2 separate regions of the Mus musculus genome follow, and region 2 is linked to region 1. A link is a contact called in public promoter capture Hi-C data. All regions are on one chromosome and are shown on one strand. Each heading gives the region's core, a stretch centred on a gene start, on an enhancer-like site or on the middle of the called end of the contact. The rest is flanking DNA. Distances are from core to core; before and after follow the strand shown. Region 1 holds the start of Zfp648 (zinc finger protein 648). Region 2 holds the start of BC034090 (cDNA sequence BC034090).

Region 1 (3,594 bases), core at 454-2,953:
AGGGAATGGGGTGATGATTAGTTGAGATACTAGGGTGTTGTATTAACAGAAGCTGAGTATTAGAAGTAGTTAGTGCTTGGTGATCTGCCATACACAGCCCAACTCCAGCATTCAACTCTTTAGGCCATTTCACAAATCAACAAACAATTCACTACTTTCCTATACATGCATCTACATTCCGAAGCTCAAAGGATGTGGCCACCTAAGACACTTTGAACTTTGGACAAGTGTTGAGATGAGGGCTCCCTGAACCCTATTTGGACTAGTAGACTATGAGGCACATCTACACTTCATGCCTCCTGCCTCTGAAGTCATGCCTGCAAAACACCAAGGAGCAGAGAGTAATCCGGTGTCTAGATCACACCCAGAGAACTTTTGTTGGGTGCCAATGTTCCTGTCAGAATTGTAGCACTAACAAGGGCCAGAAGGGAAACAGAGCCAGCCATATTATCCAGGAAACCAGCAACATCAGCATAGTAACAAAAGGCAGCTAACCAGCCTTCCTTCATGCCACCTTCTCTCTTCTCTTTCCTCCAACAACGGTCTAGAACACAATGCAATGCAGGTTAACTTCACTTGAGGTCCACTTGTCTCATCCTCTGAGGCTGCAAGAACAGGTGTGCTCCACCACACATTATTTACCAGCTATTTTTTTCTGTGTACTATGTGTACTATGTTCCGGACATATTGTTGGCCTCTTGCCATGTTATTATTAGCTTAGTCTTTTCCCAAGCCCACCATGATGGTGATGCTATCCTAATCCTCACTTTTGAGATGAGGAGCTAAGGGACTCAGATATTTAATAGCTTGCCCAAGGTCAACCTAGTGGGTGGTAAGATTCAAACCCAGAACTAGGACCTTTCTGTCTACCAGCATTAATTTTGGCCACATAGTGACATCGCAGGCAGCATATTCCAAATTACTATTTTAATGTCCTAAGCACTCACTCTAATAAAAGAATATTAGGTATGTGGGGTTTTGTGTGTTTGGTTGGATTTTTTTTCTTTTTTTAGCATATTAGTTTTGAGAGCTCATAATTCAGAACTACTGAGCCTTTTATCCTGGGTCAACTACTCTGTTCCCAATAGCCCACATGGTAATCAGTGCTGGGAGATGGAGAGAGAGTCAGAGCAGTCTTGGCATCTGTACCACTAACCTGTGCTTCCCACACCAGCTAAACTGCTGTGAGCATTTCTTGAGCCAATAATTGGGCCAATAAAAGAATTTGAAGACACTCCCTAACCCCACTGGACCCACAGCTCTGTATAGGTAGGTACTAGATAGGGGAGAAGGTGGGCATTAGAGTGTGTGTGTGTGGGTAAGGTGGCTCCTAGAGGGAGGGAGAAGATAGAGTCTAGAATAGGAAGAAGGCTGGTCATAGGATGGGGAGAGGGCAGGTCCTAGAGAGAGGTAGAGTCTAGACTAGGGATGAAGTGGGGGTTAAATTGAGGAAGGGCTGTTAGAGGCTTTTTCCTGAAATGTTCCCCCCAGAAAATGACATGAAATTGGAGGTTCGCGAGCACAGCAGGGCAGGAGTGAAGGAAGAATGGCTTGCTCTGTGAGAGGAAGGAGTGAGGACAGACAGGAGGCCCAGGACCACCTGCAGGAGGACTGAGAGGCCTCTGAGGAGGGAGTGGAAGGGAGGAGAGCCAGCTGTGGCAGGAAGGGAAGGCGGGGAACCGAGGGAGCCTGAGTTTCAGCTCAGTTCAGGCAGAGAGAGGGCAGTCTCAGGCTGCTCTGTGGATGTAGGCAAGAAGGTTGAATGTAATACATTGGCCCCACCTCCTGAGCCCCTCTCTGAAGCTGCTGCATTGGACAGGAAAGAAAGGGTGAGATAACAGAGACATGGAGACATCGTCTCTGCTCTCAGGAATTTCTGGTTCCAGTAGCTGAGAGGTGAGACAAAAGCCTGGACAAGGTGCTCCACACGTCTGCGTTTTTTCAGGTAAGCAACTGCGTATGTGGAAGCCAGAAAGGGCAAGGGCTTAAGCAGAGGAGGAGGGGGGAGGTGGCGGGAGGTGGAGGAAGCTGGCAGGGGGGCAGGGAAAGGAGCAGGAGCTGGCGCAGGAGCAGGAACAAGCCCCAGGCCAGGCTTCTGAAGCATGTCTGGGTATAGAGTGGGAGAACTGGGGCCTGCACCGGGGCCACGGCTGGCTGCTGGGTGTGGATGAAGTTCAAGGCTGCAGAACCAGTACATCTGGAGAGGAGAAGAAGTCCCAGACCCGGCACCTTTTCAGCGGTCCTCTTCCTGACAAGGTACATTTGTGTGGACTTTGCCAGATAACCGTACCCAGACTCCCTGATCTCCTCTTAGCCTTCTTCCTGGCTGAGAAAGAACAAGTCTTCGACTGCTCTGGAAGGGAGAAGGCAGGGTGACTGTATTCAGTGGGAATGGGGCCTTACCAGAAAAGGGATTCTCTGTCAGGAAAGGCAATCTGCCCTGAGAGTCCAGAGAAAGGTAAGCTAGCAGAACCCTGATACCCTGTGGAGGCGAGGAATAAGACACAGGCTATGGACAACAGGGCACACATAGGTGACAAATAGAGAAGGTGAATGTTCCACAGAGTGGACTAAGAGGGATGAGCATACACAGTATGCTGTCACAGAGCGAGAATGAGACCTCAGGTACCTACTTCATACAAAGCCAGCGTCCCTCTGTCCCCCAGCTAGGGCACTCCAGACCTGCCACAGTGTGCTAATCATCTGGAGTTTGCTAGCACTGCGTCTCTTCTGTGTGTTACACATACACACATGCACATAGTTGATCTCCAAGCTCCAAAATGCTGAAAATATTCCAGACTTAGTGTTCTGGTCCAAACATACCTCAGCCATACTCTGACATCTTATGAGCTCAGTGTATCAAAAGGAATACCCCTGGGCTTCGGGACACAGAGGGACATGAAATACTGAACACAGGTAGGTCTACAATACGTCTTCTCTTAATCCACAGCTTCTGTACGCAAAATAAGAAGGGAAGCTTCCTTGTACTCCACACACACACACACACACACACACACACACACACACACACACACACACACACACACACCAGGCAGTAAGCAGGTAGGAGTGGGGGAGGACAGGTACAGGACATGCCGAGTACGAGACGTCTCCTGTCATTCCTGCTGAGGTGGGGGTGGAAAGTGGTGCAGTCAGTGAGGGACTTCGGTGACAGATACTGTTCGGTGACTAATATTCCTGGCCACCCAGAGCAGCAGTCTGTGCAGCATGCATCCCAACTCTCAGAGGGCCTTGGCCTCTTTCTCCTGCAGAGGGCAATCTGGGTCAATGAGCACAGGGAGGCGTCCAGTGCTGAGCCAGCACAGCCAAGGCTTCTTGGCCCAGCAAACACAAGGGGCTTTGATGCTTGCAGAGAGCAGCAGCGCTCCCTCTCCAGGATGCTGTGTGTGGCTGCTTTTGGCAAGGCCTAACCCCAGGGCTGGCCTTGCTCTGGAGGCCACAGCTAAGAGGTAGTAGCGCTTGAGGTTCTACACACAGCCATGGAATTGGAGAGAAGGGCCTGAGCTGGTGTCTGTGAGCTGGGTGGCCCTGGTCATAGACCTCGTTAAAGTTCAGGGTCCTGTCTGTAAGATG
Region 2 (3,341 bases), core at 331-2,830, 1.0 Mb after region 1:
TCTCTAAAATAATATATTTATATTATGTCTGTGATAGAATGTTATTTTATATAAATAAAGATATTTATTTATTATATAATATATAAATAAAAATATTATTTTTAACAGATGGAGAACTGAGGCATAGAGAAATTACATCACGTAGATGCCCTGGGGGAGACAAGCTTGTAACCAGAACCTTTCCATTCCAAGCCAGGACTCTCCGAGAACAGTGAGCCTTTAACCGCACCCCTTGTTCTCAGGTAAGACCTGAGTCCGCAGAGGTCCCAAGACTCACTAGAATTATACGGCCCCTTGGTGGCCTGGCTGATTCCAATAGCTTTACAGAGAATGACGTGACAACTGTTTTACTCCCTGTATAAGCTACTGTGTCTTAGTGACTACTCAGAACACTCAGAAGTCACCCTAGTCTACCTGTGTCCCATAGGAAGTAAACTCTCAGCGTGTAAGAATTTGGGCATAGAGTATATATTAGAGGTTAATTATTCCCTTCTCACAATAGGGATCCACCATAAGATGTTCTTAAAGGTAAGTCTCTTAAAGTAATTCATTATAATTATTAAATTAACATGTTTTTCAGAATATACATATTTTATGAAGCAAGATACATATATAACACAGAATTTCACAGCAGTAAATCTGTGAAGTTTAGGGATAGTAGAAGTCATTTTCTCTACTAGATCATCTGGAGCAGCGGTTCTTGGCATCACGGGGTCGCATATCAGATATACTGCATATCAGATATTCACATTATGATTCGTAACAGTAGCAAGATTACGGTCATTAAGTAGCAACGAAAATAATTTTATGGTTGGAGATCACCACATGATAAACTTAAACTGTACTAAAGGGTCGCAGCATTAAGACTGAGAATCACTGATCGAAAATGTACTAGGTTTCTCTTTGTGGCTCAGCTACCTCTTCTCTGAGATCCAATCCAGAAGCCCAGGTTGTAATGTGAGCTTTTAGAAAAATTGATGGGTCAACCCTGGAGCTTCGCTCTAGACTTGTCCGCAGACCTTAAGGAATGAGACAGTCGGGACTGAAGGCCTCCGGACGACCTTCCTGGAAGATGTCGTAACTCCTAGCACCGATGCTCTAACTCAGAAAAAAACCTGGAATGAAAATGGACAGGAAGGGCGAGCCTCCACGACCCTTCCAGCTCTGCGGCGGCCGGAGGTCGGGTGTCCCCGGGTGTGCCCCGCCACCCCGCCCGGGTCCTCTCGGTACTCACTGAGAGCGGCGCGCGGGCTTGGCCGCCGCCTCCATCCCCTCCATCCCTCGGAGAGGCGAGGCCCTGCCCCACTCTCCCCGTCCGGGGCCGCTGCAGAGTCCCGGGCCGGACTCGCCCTGAATTCGGGCGGGCGGACGGGAGTGTGGCCCGCAGGCCTCGTCCCCGGAGCGTGTCCCGCCCCGGGTCCCACGAGGCGAGGCCGGGCTGGCAGGAGTGCGCGGCGCCCCTGGCCCCGCTGGGCGCCTGGAGCCGTAGCGACCGCTACTTCATAGCTTTGCTTGAAGGTGAAAGGCCCAGCCAGCGGCCTCGCGGGCCGGCCTGGGAAGAGAGGGCGAGGAAGGCGAGAGGAGGGGCGGCGGAAGGGGCTGGAGGAGCCGCGACCTCGGCCTGTCCCCACCCCCCAGCCTCCCGCGGCCTCCCAGGGTCGTGGCCACTCGACCCGGGCGCACGCCGGGAGCCCAGAGCCTCCTCGGCTCCGCTCCACTCCTGGAGCCAGGGCCGCCTAGACGGCCGGAGGATGCGCCCTGAATTTGGGGCTCACTGGCTGCCACGGGGCCGTTGTCCCGGGCGCCGATCAGCTCCCTCCCCGGGGACACGGGCGCGAAAGCGGAGGGGCGCCCGGGTGACTCGGGGGCGCAGCCGGAGCGCAAAAGGCGACAAGCTTCAGCCGACTCCACCGGCTCCGCTGGAGCGAGAAGCTGAGGACCGGACTTTGTGTGGAGAACGTTTCGGGATGGGTCGGTGGGCTTCTCCGCAGGGCCGCCCCATCACCCTTGGGCGCCCTCTTAGGTCAAGATCATTCAAGGTTCGTTGAGGCCTTGGGGTAAGCTGGCGTTGACTGCTCATCCGGAGCCACCAAGAGCTGGGCCTGCATTGCCAGCTGCTTGGGGAAGGGACCGCTTCTGGGGCAGTGGAGGATTCCCGAACAGACCTGGGTACAGGCCTCCGTGAAGGAGCCACCAAATGGCTGGCAATTGTGCCCAAATCCATGGAGCTTCCTCTTTCTAACCAGGAGGTGACTAAGTCTCTCCAATGTCCAAACCCATTTTGACTATTCCCCTACCCCCAAAGGAACAGTAAGAAGAACCAGGACATTTCAGACGTCTCTGAAAAGAGAAAGTGGTCTCTCTTCTTTCTTTGGCCAACAAGTTTCACTTACTTAATCTTTTGTGCTGCTAGATGGCCGGTGTAGCTACTGGAAAGGATGCACAAAGCTAAGGTCCTAGCAGAGCACAGGAGAGAGAGGGCAGTTCTACCCCTTGTGCGGGTGTAATCCTGTAGTCCCAGTTGTTCAGAGATTAAAGCAGGAGGATCCTGCTGCAAGTTCGAGGCCAGCCTAGGCAATTTAGTGAGACATGTTCTCAAAAGGAAAAGGGGAGAAATGGGCTGAGGATGTAGGGATGGGTGTAGAGAATTTGCCTATTGTGCAAGAGGCCCTGGGTTCAAACCGAGTCCCATGGAAACAGAAAGGATGTCTATCTCCCTTTAAGGGAGCTGGATGGGGGAGGGAACACCGAGGCAGGCAATCTGGTCTGAGCCGCACCCTGGGAAACTGACAGTAGATTGGCCCAGGACCGGTTTAGGAACCAAGGGGTTTATCCTGGGCAAACCCTGTGTAAGTGAGCAGGTTCAAGGCTCACGGCTCTGTGGAGCAGGGTCTGAAGCGTCTTCCTGCCATGTTCGCAGAGTAAGTTCCTCCACAAGGCACTTTCTGCTCTGGTTTAGTGCTGATCGATCACCATACACTGACAACTCAGTCCCTAGAGTGGCTGCCTCTTGCTGCAACCTCAAGATTCAGAACTATTGTCCCTTTGTACAAATGAGGTGACCAATCGGAACAAAGCTGGTAAATGGCAGGTCTTCAAGAACCCCCGACGGACACGATATTGAGTGTGGTGGTTGGCGTCTGCAGCAGAACATGAAATATTTCGTTTTTGAAAATTCAGATCGAGGGGTTAGAAAGATGCCTCAGTAAGAGCACCTGCTGCTGCTCTTGCAGGGGACTGGAGTTGGGTTCCCAGCACTCATGTGTGTGTGTGTGTGTGTGTGTGTGTGTGTGTGTGTGTGTGTGTATGTGTGTTTGTGTGTGTATGTGTGTGTGTTTGTA

Evidence for each region. Promoter capture Hi-C pulls out the DNA fragments that hold promoters and counts their contacts.
Region 2: a contact with region 1 is called in a promoter capture Hi-C map of hippocampal neurons, with 2.4 times the contacts expected there. The contact joins the promoter of BC034090 here to the promoter of Zfp648 in region 1. A contact is called at or near these places in 1 of 39 promoter capture datasets (hippocampal neurons) and 1 of 115 datasets of contacts at active chromatin or transcription factors (astrocytes).

What each region holds. Positions count from the first base shown.
Region 1 is chr1:154,199,484-154,203,077 of GRCm38.p6, forward strand. It overlaps Zfp648 (zinc finger protein 648), which reads left to right and starts at 1,704. Exons shown (of 2, transcript NM_001204908.2): 1 at 1,704-1,945. The region is part of intron 1 of Gm30388 (a long non-coding RNA gene); the gene reads right to left.
Region 2 is chr1:155,242,952-155,246,292 of GRCm38.p6, forward strand. BC034090 (cDNA sequence BC034090) reads right to left here and starts at 1,581. Exons shown (of 10, transcript NM_001370865.1): 1 at 1,235-1,581. The coding sequence starts at 1,278. It overlaps Gm31102 (a long non-coding RNA gene), which reads left to right and starts at 178. Exons shown (of 4, transcript XR_878641.3): 1 at 178-528.